Regions from separate parts of the Sus scrofa genome. Here region 1 is linked to region 2. A link is a contact called in public HiChIP or PLAC-seq data. All regions are on one chromosome and are shown on one strand. The core of a region is the stretch at or near the end of the contact, and the rest is flanking DNA. Distances in the headings are between cores, read along the strand shown.

Region 1 (6,980 bases), core at 1,771-4,270, 73 kb after region 2:
CCTGATTTTTACATTTCGATGGTTAACCTTTATCACACAATGGATATTTGTCATTTGCTTCTCCTCTTGGCTGCCCAATCTGCTGAATCCTGTTGGATGAAGGCAACTTGATTCGGGGGGATATGGCAGCTTCCACTCTGAGGTGCCCTTACTTCAAATCAGGCCCAGCCCAAGGTAGGACTGAGATCGGGAGATTTATCTCTGGCCCTGCAGCCTACCTCCTGTTCTCTTTTCTCTCCGCAATTTAATTTCTCTGCCTCCCTTGCCCTCTTCACCTGTCTCCTCAAATCCTCACCCACTGAAGGCTGTGTGACGTAACAGTGGAGGAAATAAGGGTCTTGAGGAATAAAATAGACCTAGTTTTGATAACTCTGCCTGCCCCTTTCTGGCTGTAGGATCTCGGGTAATTCATTCTCTGAGCCTCGATCTTTTTCATCTGTAAAATAGTAATAATAGTGGATTGTGAAAATCAAATGAGTAAGCATATGCAGAAGACTTAGTATTCTGTCTGTCTTGTAGGCTCCAAAGCTATGGACTCCAGGGAGGGATGTTCTAATGATAGGATTTTAGGTATCAGACAACATGGAGTTGGCAGTAATTTTAGGGGCAACCAGTAGTTTCTTTTGAAAGACCTGCTCTGCACTGTCTTAGAGAACTGAACTATTGAAATTTGGCCTTGGCCCTCCCACTGGGGACCCACTTGAAGCTCTAAGGGAGTATGTCCCAACACCCACTCTCAAACAGTTGCACTGAGGATTGCGTCCTTGCTCCATGAGAGCAAAGGATTAGCAATCCCTGCTTTGGAAGAGGGAGCAGAAAATGCTGACAAGCAGAGCTTCATACCTGCTGTTCCTGTCCTGGCTTCTCAACTGTCAAAGCCAAGCACGTGCCCTTCATCCTAAGGCTACCTTTTCCTTCCGGGCTTAACGTGGGGATGGAATAAAATCTAGAGATTTGAGCAGGCACAAATTTACATTTGGCTTGTTTGCATTCAGATCGTGTTTTCCCTAAGCTGGGCTCATCATCAGAGAGGTGGGGGCCGGGCCAAATCTTAAAGAGCCACTTGGCGACTCTAACGACTGGCAAAGAGGAAAGAAATTGGTAAACAATATTTTAAAAATATGTTAAATGCCAAACAGTCTGTATTTCATCTCTAATGTTTATTTATGGATCTTTGCTGCTATTTTTCAGGAATTCTAGTAGCATGTATCCAACTGTTTCAAACCTCCACCTGCTACATGGGCGTGGCTTCTGAGATCGACATGCTTCCAACAGCTTATACAGAGTGAACGGCAGATGCGTCCTTTGGGGGTGATCTCAGGGACGTCAGAAAGTCCCTGCCTTCCAAAACACCTCCACCACCTTCTTGGTGGTGAATAAATGAGGGAAATCCCATCTAGAGAAGAGCAGTGTACAAATGTCCATTGATGTAAAGCTACTGATAATCAGTTTTTTTTTCCCTGTGATCAAGTGTTACTAAAGGAGAAAAGGGAAGAAAGATGGGGGCCTGCAACTTCACTGACAGAGGAGGGAAGAAAGAAAGGGAGACAGAAGAAGAAATTGAAGGCATTCTTATCAGATTTGTCTATCTCACAGTATCCCTGGGATAATGCAGAATGTGCATCTGTCAGGAGGCTCTAGTGCCCAGATTATTCTAGGGAAGTCAGCACACCTGGCTCTGTTTTTGGTTCCTTTCCTAGAGTCATTCGGCCAGCAAATTGGAAGGCAGCAGGGAGCCTCATGTGTCCTTCCCCACTGTTCATAAGGCAATAACCAACCTCCAAACTGAAGGTGGGGATGAGGGGATTTGCTCTAGCTATACGTACAGGAAAAAAAATCTGTACCAGGAGTGCCCCTCATGGCTCAGCGGAAATGAATCTGACCAGTATCCATGAGGATGCAGTTTCAATCCCTGGCCTCAGGTTAAGGATCTAGTGTTGCCATGAAGTGAGCTGTGGTGTAGGTCACAGATGAGGCTCAGATCTATTCGACCCCTAGCCTGGGAACCTCCATATGCCACAGGTATGGCCCTACAAAAAAAGACCAAAAAAAAAAAAAAAATCTGTACCAAAGTTTCAGCAGCTTAGCTTTGGTGATTGGTCTGTAATAATTCTGTCAACCTCTTGTGTTTATAAAGCCCTCCTCCAAACTTCTTAGAAGAGCTGTAGGATAAGAAGGAACGAGTTATTTCTTGAGGACCTGCTAGGGCCGTTCATATTTTACTTGTAAGCCTCATCGCAGCACCACCAGGAAAGAACTACTTTTTCCACCTTACAGCAGAGGAAATTGAGGATCAGGAGGATGTCAAAAGGCTGGTGTCCAACAGAACCTTTGTCATTTAGGAAAAGCAAACTCTTCCACAGCCACTACAAAGGGCATGCCTCTTTCAAAGTGTAGAGTAGTGGCAGCCAGACAGCTATTCTTAGAGGGTTTTTTCTTCACTCTTTAGCCCTCCCCCCCCCCTTTTTAGCCTGACTACCTCTGATGCCCATGGTTAAATATATTTATAAGTGATCTTGATGCAAGAAGTTGGCTCAGTTCCAATTGGAAATGCACTTAATCCTGTCATCTCAAACCATCCCATCCTTCTTAGCAGGTCACTCTCGGAGTGATCCAGAGGGTGTTAGTGGGAGCAAAGTGTCCTCTCCATTTTGCCGGTACCATGATGAGACGCTGACAATGCCTTTTCTGCCAGCCAAGCACCTCTATGCCAGGCAGGATGCTAACGGTAATGGAGAGCGGCCCTCTACGTCGAGCCCTGAAGGACTGCTTTCACTTGTGTCCGTTTGATTTTGTGGTTTGGTTGTGGGTTGATCCCAACCGAGCCCAAGGGACGGAGGTAGGAGAACCTTGATCACAGAGGAGGCTGTTAATGAGGGAAGCAGTCGGAGGTTCGGTCTAATCTGAAAATCAAGGATATATCATCTCCTAAATCTGTCAGAGCAATTTAGGACTGCCTTCTAGACAACCTCATTCATTCCGGGATTGCTCCCATTACCTGCTGTGACTGAGGGAAGCGCCTGGACCCTGGCCCCAACCTTCAATGGAGCGCCACCTAGCGGAATTGTTTTCAAATACAAACATTATGCTGCCAAGGAAGTCCTTTTGCGTAAGGCTCTTGGCATTTGATTTTTTCTTTCAGGCGCTGTGTCAACAGGATGATGGAGCATTTCCTAAGTCCAAATAAGCCGAGTTAACATATTACGGATTTAAATAGTGTGGCAGTTAATTGACCGAGGATATTTCGCCGCTTAATAGCCTGAGTTCCCTTTACCCTTGACTAGAGAAGCAGAATGGACCTGTTACACTGGGGTGGAGTCCCTGACAGCAGGGCAAGTAGCAAGGAAGGAAAAAACAAGCCAATGTCCTGAAAAATCTCCATAAAAGGTCAGGCATGGGCAGATTAAATGAACATCATCCTCATGAAAACAGAGGCAGCTAGGTGGCCTGGCATCCCAAGCTTCTGAAGATGGCTCTCAGCCGCCAGGGGAGGAAAATCCCCATCTCTTCCTCACCCAGGCAGGAAGAGATCTGTGCAAAGACCCTAAATGTTTAGATTCTTTCCACATCACCTCTTGCTCAATGTGGTCAGAACACAAATGATTTCAATCCCCTCATCCCTCTTGTTTAGAGGTAGCTCGCTATGATTTTAAAAGGTTAGAATTTCAGGTGATTAAAAACTGCTCAGATAAACACCTACCACCCAGCCACTCTGGGGCTTCTCTTTGATAGAAGTAGTGTGTTTGAGTCCTAGGACTGCCTTAATTAAGTACCACAAACATGGTTTGAAACAACAGAAATTTATTCTCTCCCAATTCTGGAGGCTCCAAGTCCAAGATCAAGGTGTCAGCAGAGCCATGCTCTCTCTGAAGGCGCTAAGGGAAGATATGTGCCTTTCTCCCAGCTTCTGGTGTTGCTGACCATCCCTGGCATTCCTTAGCTTGTAGACACATCACCCCAGTCTCTCTCTCAGCATCACATGGTGCTCACTCTGTGTCCTCACACCATCTTCCCTGTGTGCATGCCATTGTCTTCACATGACATTTGGCTCTGCGTCTCTTCCACTCTCCTAATGAGAACACCAGTCCTATTAGCTTGGGTGCTCACCCTCCCCCAGTGTGACCTCATCTTCACCTCCATCTTGATCACATTTGCAAAAATCCTACTTCCAGATAAGGTCACATTCACAGCTTCCAAGGGTTAGGACCTCAACATATCTTTTTAAGGACATATTCAACCCATAAGAAATAGGAAGGGTCAACAGCAGGCAGAAAACCACAAGACCAACACCAGTTATAAGGGTGAGGGAGAGAAGGGCATGGAGATGCCCCAGTGCTGCTGGTTGTTTTTTTCCCCTGAATTCCCACATTCTCATCCATCCAAACCTCTGTAATATGAGGCTAAGACAAGATCATGATATTAAATACTATTATATCAGTAGGATGAGAAATATATTTTAAAGACATGCCATTTCCTTAGAAAGAAAATAATTGTCCATTATCTATTTGGAACATCCTTCCAAATAGCTGTCTCTAATTTACCGCCCTTTATTTTTAGTGGGTGTAAAGGAAATAAATATGACTCATTTAACACCATCTGTGCATTTCCACTGAAATGGAGAGTCAACCTGAAATATGTAGAAACTTTCAGTCTTTTAATGTAGGATTCTTTTTATTTAATGCATTAGCTATTTGATAGATAATTCAATAGATCCTACTGCACTAAACTATACAGCATTCTTATTCTTCATATTTTTTATAGTCCATATTGTCTTATTATTGATAACGCATGCATGTATGCTACATGTAGGTGCTGTCTTTGTAGGAAATACTTTCTCCTTTCAAACAGATGTAACAATGTTATCTGTCTTTACTGACTCTCTTCTGTGTTCCAGACACAGTGCTAATTGGTTTATATGCATTATTTTATTTAATTATTAAAGTAAACATGCTGTACGTGTTGTCATTCCCATTTTACAGATGGAGAAGCTGAGACTTGATCTTGCCCCAAATTACATAGTTCTTTAGCGGTGGAGCTGGAATTTAGATTCGAATTTACGATTCCAAAGCTCATAATGGACTACCTTCATATTTTTTACAGTAATCCTGGTGGATTTTCCTTAACGCATTTGGTTTTTTCCCCTCTCCCCAGCCTTTGATTCACAAGAAAAGCAGCCCAGGTTTAGGCGCACAGACCGACACCTAATGGATAAACCCATCTCAAGGTTCCCACATTTTGCTTTTGACCACTAGGTGGAGATGTGCCTATTTTCTCTCCTCCAAAAGATCTTGCACTTCCTTATGAGCACCCCCGCCCCCTTTAGGGCCCAGAAACCCAAATGGCTGTAGTACCAGAACCAGATTACTAAGGGGTTAAGACACATGACACTGGGCCTCTGGACAACCTTGTTCACTACAAGGTTTCTCTGGATTTTTTTTCCTCTTTCTTTCTTTCTTTCTTTATGGAGGTTCCCAGGCTAGGGGTCTAATTGGAGCTGTAGCTGCTGGCCTTCGCCAGAGCCACAGCAACACAGGATCCAAGCCATGTCTGCAACCTACACCACAGCTCACGGCAACACTGGATCCTTAACCCACTGACTGAGGCCAGGGATCGAACCTGGAACCTCATGGTTACTAGTCAGATTCGTTAACCACTGCACCATGACGGGAACTCCTCTCTGGACTTTAAAAGTGAAAAAAAACCCACAGCATTGCCACAAGATGGTTGAATAGACAATCCATTTACATATAAATAGACACCATAGGCTTGGAAACTACATGAATGTGTTTTCTTGATCCAAGAAGAGCTACATCAGTGTAAAAACTATAACAGTAAAAATTATGTATCAGATGAAGCTGAGGATGTGATGAGTAACTTTAAAATCACATTGGTAGCTTTTACAAAATTACGTCTAACCTTTATGGACCTCAAGTAGATGGTAGATGGAGGGTAGTCTCTGTATGGGTGTGTGATTGACCTTACTGGACAACGTGCCAGGCCCCAAGCAAGGTATGGTGTATATACTGGTGACCTGATGTTAGAACTCCTGGCTCAGATCATGACTCATGCAACACAGACAGATGGTATCTGCCCTCAGAGTTATAGTTGTATGTGTATGAGTGTATATACGTGTGTGTGTATATGAATGTGTAGGAGTGTGTACATATGTGTACGTGCATGTGTGTGTAGAATTGAACCTCATTATTAATGGATTCTGTACAGTCATCCCTCAGTATTTGCCAGGGGATTGGTTCCAGGACCCTGGGGATTTATCAAAATCCATGGATGCTCAAGTCCTTTACATAAAATGTCTTAGGACATCTGGCTCTTCGTGTCTACAGGTTCTGCATCTGTGGATGAAACTGTATATCTGCTTTTTGTTGACTTCATGGTTTAAAATGCCCCCAAATGTAGTGCTGGAATGCTGTCTGGGGTCCTAAGTGCAAGGAATCTGTGACTTGCCTCATGGAGAAAATACGTGGGCTGGATAAACTTCCTTTAGGCATGAGTGTCAGTGTTGCTGTCATAGTTCAAGGGGATTTATTAGCAATGTATATTATGGAAGGTGTCTTCAAACAGAAATGCACATAAAGCAAGGTTATGTATTGACCCATTGCTGGAAAAAAAATGTTGGGGCCAAAAGCTTGAAGGAAACTCACCTTGTATTTTCTCTAGAGAGGTTTTACCAAGTTAGCATATGTAGTGACTTAGCTACCATAAGTACTGTAAGAAGAATTATATATAGATATACATCACACACACACACACACACACACACACACACACACACACACACAATTTTATATGGAGTATTGATAGAATTCCACATGATGAGGGGCGGCATCTACAAAAATCTATACAGTTGCTCAACCAGCACTCAGGTGCATCATGTGCACACAGATGGGAGGGGAATGTGTTAAGATAACTATACCAGGTGGGAAAAAAGCTAAAAAGCTATTTGATTTGGAGAGGACTTCTGA
Region 2 (6,781 bases), core at 3,979-6,478:
AACCCATGCTGTGAAAAAGTAACCATTTTGCAAAGCTGTCTTCTTTTTCTTTTTTTACTATTTTCATTGATTTTATTTTCTTCAAAGGACTCATGGCCCATTTACTTTTTGTGAGTTCAAATATGTTCTGTGAGTTCAAATAACACAACATACTATCTACTATACTATCAAAAGATTTCATTTCCTATCTTTAAATCAAACATTAGTACTACGTGCCAAACAACTGAGTTTTGAGGATACTGAAAACAATCTCCAGAGAAACATGGCTATGCAAAGGACATTGATTGCAAACCACTACTAGATATTAACCATTAAGTACTATTACCATAGTAACTTATCCTTTTTTTACCTTTGTGTTGCTAATTGAGGGTTAACTCTCCAAAATTAGATTACCCATTTTCACAATCAGAGTATCTTTAAGTGTGCAAAGATCCAAAGCTTGGCTCTCTCACCTTTTCAATGATAAAGCAACAAAACTAGCATCTTTTAAAAATACTTAACCGTTAATGCTATTGCCAACACACCGTTCATAGTTTGTTTTCCTAATATTAAGGGGCCCATTTTTAAAAAAGTTTTTTAGCTATGCTACATACACAGACCATAACTTTATTAACACATAACTACATCGATAACATAAATTTTGTAGGACACTGTTTTTTTGTTTTTGCTTGTTTGGTTTACTTTTTAGGGTTGCACAGGTGACATACAGAAGCCCCCAGACTAGGGGTTGAATCTGAGCTGCAGCTGCCAGGGCCTACACCACAGCCACAGCAACATGGGATCTGAGCCACACTGCAACCTACGCCACAGCTTAAGGCAACATCGGATCCTTAACCCACTGAGCGAGACCAGGGATCGAATCTGAATCCTCATGGATCCTAGCTGGGTTAGTTAACTGCTGAGCCACGAAGGGAACTCCTCCTGGGACACTGTTAATGAGTATTTTCACTACTGCCCACTTGGCTATTTATTGACTTTTACAAGTGATCAGCAGTCTACTGCAGCTGCGAAAAACATGAACTTTATATTCAAGTCTCTGAAAAGCAATGTTGACATTTAAGTTGTAATCCAATGTAACATTTACTCTATAATAATCCAAAGTATGCAAGAAAACTCTAGAAGTGTTACTTTTAAAAATAAAAATATATTTGTTGAATTTGCTCCCCTTTCTAAATTGCCTAGTTGGTATATTCTAGTGGTTAAGTTTGTGGCCTTGTCACCTCAACTATAAACATAACTACAGTATGTCACTAAACAATTGCTGGTCCTGGTAGCTTATAAGCATATAATTAGTATAAAGTTCACATTAAAATACAAGTTCTACCATAAACGTCATTCATTTTTAAAAATCTTTGTTTAAAGAGAAGCTGCTGCATATTACGTGTTGGATACAAGTCTTGGATGAGCTAGGAACACTATTTTGGACTAGTATACTCTTACTCTAGTAGAAAATTAAAAGAAAATTAGTTCTGCACCACCCGTTTAATATGAATGATCTTAAGACAGTTAACAGTTATTTCTAAACCAATTACGAATACTGCTAAATTACATGTATGTTACATCTATGTGTCTAAAAAGGTTACTTCTGGGGCAATAAAACGCTGCTACAAAAATTTCCCTTTCCCATTCCCAGAGCACATCACCCGCATAGTTCTCTGATCCGCCGTGTGCCCCTCACCTCGCCCAACGGGGGCCAAAGCCACCCCCCAAGGCAGCACGGTCAGTCCCGGCTGCCCCCTCGGGGGCGTGGCCAGCGCCAGTCACGTGGGAGGCGTGCAGTCGCCATCTTGCAGGGCGGGGGAGGGGAGGAGCCCTGCAAGACTGGCCCCGGATCGCTGTCTGTGGGTCCACCGCCGCTCGTGATCGCGGGGCCCCCCAGCGCACCGCAGTGCTTCCACGCAAGCCTGGGCGCCTTCCCGCACAATCCTATATGGGCCCACTCTCCAACTGTGAGCAGGCGGCAGAGGGCTGCGAAACAGCTGGATTGGACTGCAGTGAACCAGGGCTGAAATCAATCCACCCGCTTCAGTCGCTTCTAGAGTGACAGCCTGGGATCTGTAAGACCTGCCCAAATTTCTTTAAGGCCAGAACAAGCCACAGCTGAAGGCCTCGGAGTCCACGCTACCAAGCAGAAAGTGTGTAGAGTAGTATCCAATTTAATGAGACGTAACTGATTTATTAAGGTAACCCTAAACAACTACTGTAGAAAAAAAGTTCATCACGCCACCAGCCTCTGGAAACAGCCTTCAGCCTCACCTGTAGTACGTGGATCCTCTATAAATTATTCCCAAACAACTGATGGCCACAGCACAAGGCACTGCCTGAGAAGTAATGGTGTGCTGAAATAATTGGCAGGATGCCCGGCCTCACAAAAGTCCACTCTTCCCAGCACTCACTGATTGCCAGAAAAGGCCACACGTTGGAGTCAAGATAAAATTTTCATTATTGTGGTTTGCGTGCATCTCTTCCCTTCGTCTAGTCACTTTCCAACACTCGCATTTTAAGCAAAATTTAATGGGGGAAAAAGACTCCTAGTAGTTACAATCAAAAATAGATTACCCTTTTTGGAATGATATGAATGGAATAATATAAAACTGCTCCACTGTGGGACATTTTCATTACATCCACACTCTAAGGATATCCTTATTATACTATTACAAGAAAAAAATTTTATTAAAGATATATAAGTACTGCTCCTGAGTTCAGGCTTTCTTCTCTAAATTTAATGATGGAGCACATAGGACTTTTTGAAATTATTTTAATAAGTAGGCTGGAGAGTGGAAAGGGCTTTTACCATCAATATACACAGTTGCATGCTAGTAGTAAATAGACACTGGCAGACAACATTTCAAGCTAAGAAAATTCTGGATACTAGCGTTACTACCTCCTGAGTGTGATAAAGTATGTCCTAAAATGTGAGTTAGTCACTTCACAGAAGCCTCCTTTTGAAATAGAGGGGCTCAGCCTAGATTATAGCTAAATCCTTCAGGGCCCCAAATTCCTTTGATTCTAGGGGTACTGAGTCCACACAGACATTACAGAAATACAATGCTCGGTTTTAGTTTCAAGGTATTGACTGAAAGCAGCTATATAAGATATGTAAGCTAAATTAACTTACAAGTAAGGAGTGAAAAAAAAAATCCCCTTCCCAATATATCATCCTGGAGATCACCTAATTGGAAAAACATGGCAAGCAAATCAGTTGTTTTCTAGAATAGCTGTGAACCATGAAAGTAAGCTCTTATTGTACAGTTTTTATCTGAAAGCTAACTAGTCCATTAAATTGTCAAGCTCAAGAACTTTATATTGGGCCTAGATTATTATTAAATTGCTTTCGTGGCCATTTAAATTTTTTTCTTTAATGTTTGCGACAAGTAACTCATCTTAATTCTCATCTACTACATTTTGGTGTTTAATAACTTTTTAAAAAACATTTATGCCTACAGTTAAAAAGGTTCAACAAACATCTCTGGACCCAAATCTGTTGGCAGGACTCACGCTCATTAGAAAGCAGGATACGCCAGAGGCAAAGAACACTACCAACCCACTCTAGGAGGTTACTTTACCCAGACAAACCACGCTACTACATTTCTACTTTGAGTCATTTCGCCGCTTTAAGGGAACATCAAGTTTTCCGAGCAGGAGCCACAAGATCCTACGACCCCTTTTAAATCAGGTACACACTGAGCTAAAAGGCCCATTTGTGTCAATAATAGGGCAACTCGCCGGGAGAGCACCTTTAGGACACCTCACCGAGGGGTAAGGCAAAGCTTTAAAACGTGTGACCTGAGCGCCAGGCGGCAAGAAAGGGAAGGCTCAGCCCGAGGCGAGACTGCGGCCGACACACGGGCTCCACTAGCGCTTCGCCTTTCCCAGCACCTAGAGATGCTCAAAGTCAAAAAGTCCCAAGACTCTTCATCTGAGAGCGGGATCGGGCTGAGTGCTCTATGTTTTCCGTGGTAACTCCGGCACGGAAGAGACTTCTAGAGCATTCTGTTATGGCGGGTGCCTCTGTGTGCAGCGGGGGTGGGGGGAGCAGTGGAAATGAGCGGTCCAGACTAACGAAGGCTAGTACAACTGGGCGGGGAGCCGTGGCAAGGGGATTCCGAGCCACCTGCGTGGGGTGAGGCTCGGCCACCGGGAGTCCGAAAGCCGGGCAGGGCAGGTCGCCGAGGCGGTGACCACACTGCGGGCGCAGAGGGCTGGCACGCCTTACCTGGGCCCGGGGGCCGGCAAAGTTACACGACTCCGCCTCCACTCCCCCGTCCTCGGGGCCCCCGCGGAGCGCGGCGCGGAGCCTCTCCAGGTGCTCCCTCAGGGTGACCCGCTGGTGGAAGGAGAACGCCGGGTGCAGGGAGGCCATGGTGAAGAGCAGCAGCAGTTCCTCCTGGGCCCTGAAGCCCAGCCCGCTGCCGCGCCGGGGCTCGGCGCCGCTGCCTTCCGGGCCGGAGCCGTCCTTCTCCGCGTCCTCCTCGCCGTTGCAGTCCTCGCCGGGCTTGTCCTCCGCGCCACCTCGCGAGCCCTCGCCCCGGGCCGCGCGCAGGCTTTTGAGCACAGAGTCCACCTGGGGCAGGAGACGGTGCAGGCGGCCGGCGGCCTCACGGTTCTCTGAGCCCAGCAGCGCCAAGTAGACGATGAGGCGCGAGCGCACGGCCGGCTCTCGGAAGTCGGCCAGCGGCCCGGGGTCCGAGAGGCCGTTGGCCTTGGCCTCCGAGTCGCGCAGGTAGTGGTAGTCCTTGCGCGCCAGGTCCTCCAAGCACGAGCCGAGAAAGCGCAGTTCCAACGGGTTACACAGGTCCAGTAGTCCGCACATGAACTCCAGGCGCTGCGCGGAGCCCAGCACCAGCCCGAACCACTCGTACACCCGCTCCTGCTCCCGCAGCGCCGCCGTGGGGCCGCCGCCGCCGCCCGGCATGCCCGCCCCCGCCGCCGCTCCCCCAGCAACAGGCGGCCCGAGCCCCCCAGGCGGCGGCGGCGGCTGGGGGCCCCGCAGCTGGCCCGAGGGCGGCGGCGGCGGCGGCGGCGGCGGGGGGCGGCAGTCTCGGCGGCGGCGCGGTGGCGCCTTCGCGGACAACCGCGCGTCCGCCTCGGGCTCCTCCGCCTCGGGTGGCGGCTCCGCGGGGTGCGTCGGCTTCAGCGGCAGCTTCATCCTCAGCATCCTCGGCTAAGGCGGCGCGGACATGCGAGCGGGGGCGGGAGGGAGGGGCCGGGAGGAGGGACGGGGGCCGAGGCGGCGGCGCGGCAGTCAGGAGCTGGGCCCCTCCATGCCGCCGGGGGAGGGCCGGGGCCGGGGCCGGGGGCGGGTCTCGGCCGGCAAGGGGGGCGGTGGCCGGCCGGCGAGGTCGCTGGCGTCGTCTTCCCGGGCCGGAGGCGGGGCGTGCCCGCCGCGGCTCCTCCCTCTGGGCTCCGCGCCGGCTCTAGGAGCCCGGGTGCGGGTGGGAGCAAGCGAGCGAGCGTGTCCTCCTTCCGCCTCCCTCTCTTCCGTCGTCCGCACTGGGCTGGGGCGGCGGCGCCTGAGCGGTTCCCTCGCGAGCCTGTGCGGACCAAGCCGCTGGAGAAGAGGAGGAGCAGCCCGGGCGGGGCGGAGACGCTTGCGGGCTCCTCTCAGTCACTTCAGCCAATCAACAGCCAGAACCGATGGTTGCGTAGTGTCCCCACCCCCTCGGGCACGCCTCTCTTCGATAAGCCACGCCCAACTGCCCTCCAGCCGCCTTCCCTTTCGGCGGTTTCCGCGCGGTCCTAATGTGTGGTGGCTGACCGCGGGCTGGGGTGGGGAAGGACGCGGTAGGACTGTAGGAGATGGCTAGGTGTGCTAGAGCGCGGCAAGGCGCTGCTGAGACCCGCGTGTGCGGAGGGAAGTGGGGAACTGCCCCTTTTCCAAGGGCCTGAACACAGCTTTTGACTACTGACTGTCCTGTTCTGCCTTCCTCTTCGCGTGGGCCACCGCCCCACAGCGCCGCTGGGTTCCCTTCGCGGCCGCATGGTACGCGTCCCGGGAGCGAAGCTTCCCCTGGGGGGAGCGCGCTAACCTGAGCTCCTTCGGTGCACCGCCCTGCCGACTGTCTGGAAGTCAGCAATGGGATATTCCCACCACAACTTTACCGGGATCTCTGGGTTGACTCTCTGGGTTGAGGATCGGGGAGCTGGGTCGGGAGGCTGGCTTGTGGCTGTGGTTGAGGGGCCCGGACGCCTCGAAAGCAGGAGGGTGCCCAGGCGAAGTGCAGGCTGCACCATGCAATCTTCCGGGCGCAGAGGCGACCCAACCCGACCTGAGGGAGATCCACGGGCTCTGGGCCGAGGGGAGACGCAGTGGTAAGGACGCCCCTGGCTTAACGGTTGCTTCTGGTCTTTAACGCTCTTTGGAAATTTCCACGACAGTTGTTAGCAAAAGCCCCCCCAAAGCCACCATCTTTTGGAAATTATTTTATTTGCTACGTAACATTTCTATGCCTAACGCTAACATTTTGAATTTGGTGCCGGTGCGAAGCCCTGCTACAGCTATATCGTAGGAATATGTTAAAAAACAAAAAAAAAAATCTTTCTGAAAAATTTTGAACATCTGTTGGGAGACCATAAGCTGAGCCCTCTTCACCTCACAGTTTTCTGCCCTAAGAAGCTAATTTTATACTAAAAGGCTGAATTGAAGCCTAAAGTCTCAATTGAACCCTGCAATAAAACGGAGACAATTGTTTTCAATACACTTTAGATTAGTAAAATATATGAAAGCCATTCTATCTTGTAATTTGCTATTTTCTTGTGTTCTTTGGGTGTAATGTAGAAA

Evidence for each region. HiChIP or PLAC-seq counts read pairs in DNA pulled down with a chosen protein or histone mark.
Region 1: a contact with region 2 is called in an H3K27ac HiChIP or PLAC-seq map of alveolar macrophages. The contact joins the enhancer-like site here to the promoter of ZCCHC2 in region 2. A contact is called at or near these places in 1 of 5 promoter capture datasets (liver), 11 of 47 Hi-C or Micro-C datasets (alveolar macrophages, blood, liver and 6 more) and 2 of 2 datasets of contacts at active chromatin or transcription factors (alveolar macrophages and skeletal muscle).

The regions. Positions count from the first base shown.
Region 1 is chr1:159,092,016-159,098,995 of Sscrofa11.1, forward strand. No RefSeq gene overlaps it. Among named protein-coding and RNA genes, the nearest start is that of ZCCHC2, 73 kb to the left of the region's middle. Within about 2 kb of position 3,021, at least 17 of the 83 cell types and tissues checked have an H3K27ac peak or open chromatin away from gene starts, as enhancers often do. A contact at or near this core is called in alveolar macrophages, liver, omental adipose tissue and 1 more, where this site is marked.
Region 2 is chr1:159,016,915-159,023,695 of Sscrofa11.1, forward strand. It overlaps ZCCHC2 (zinc finger CCHC domain-containing protein 2), which reads right to left and starts at 5,229. Exons shown (of 14, transcript XM_021099630.1): 1 at 4,217-5,229. The coding sequence starts at 5,158.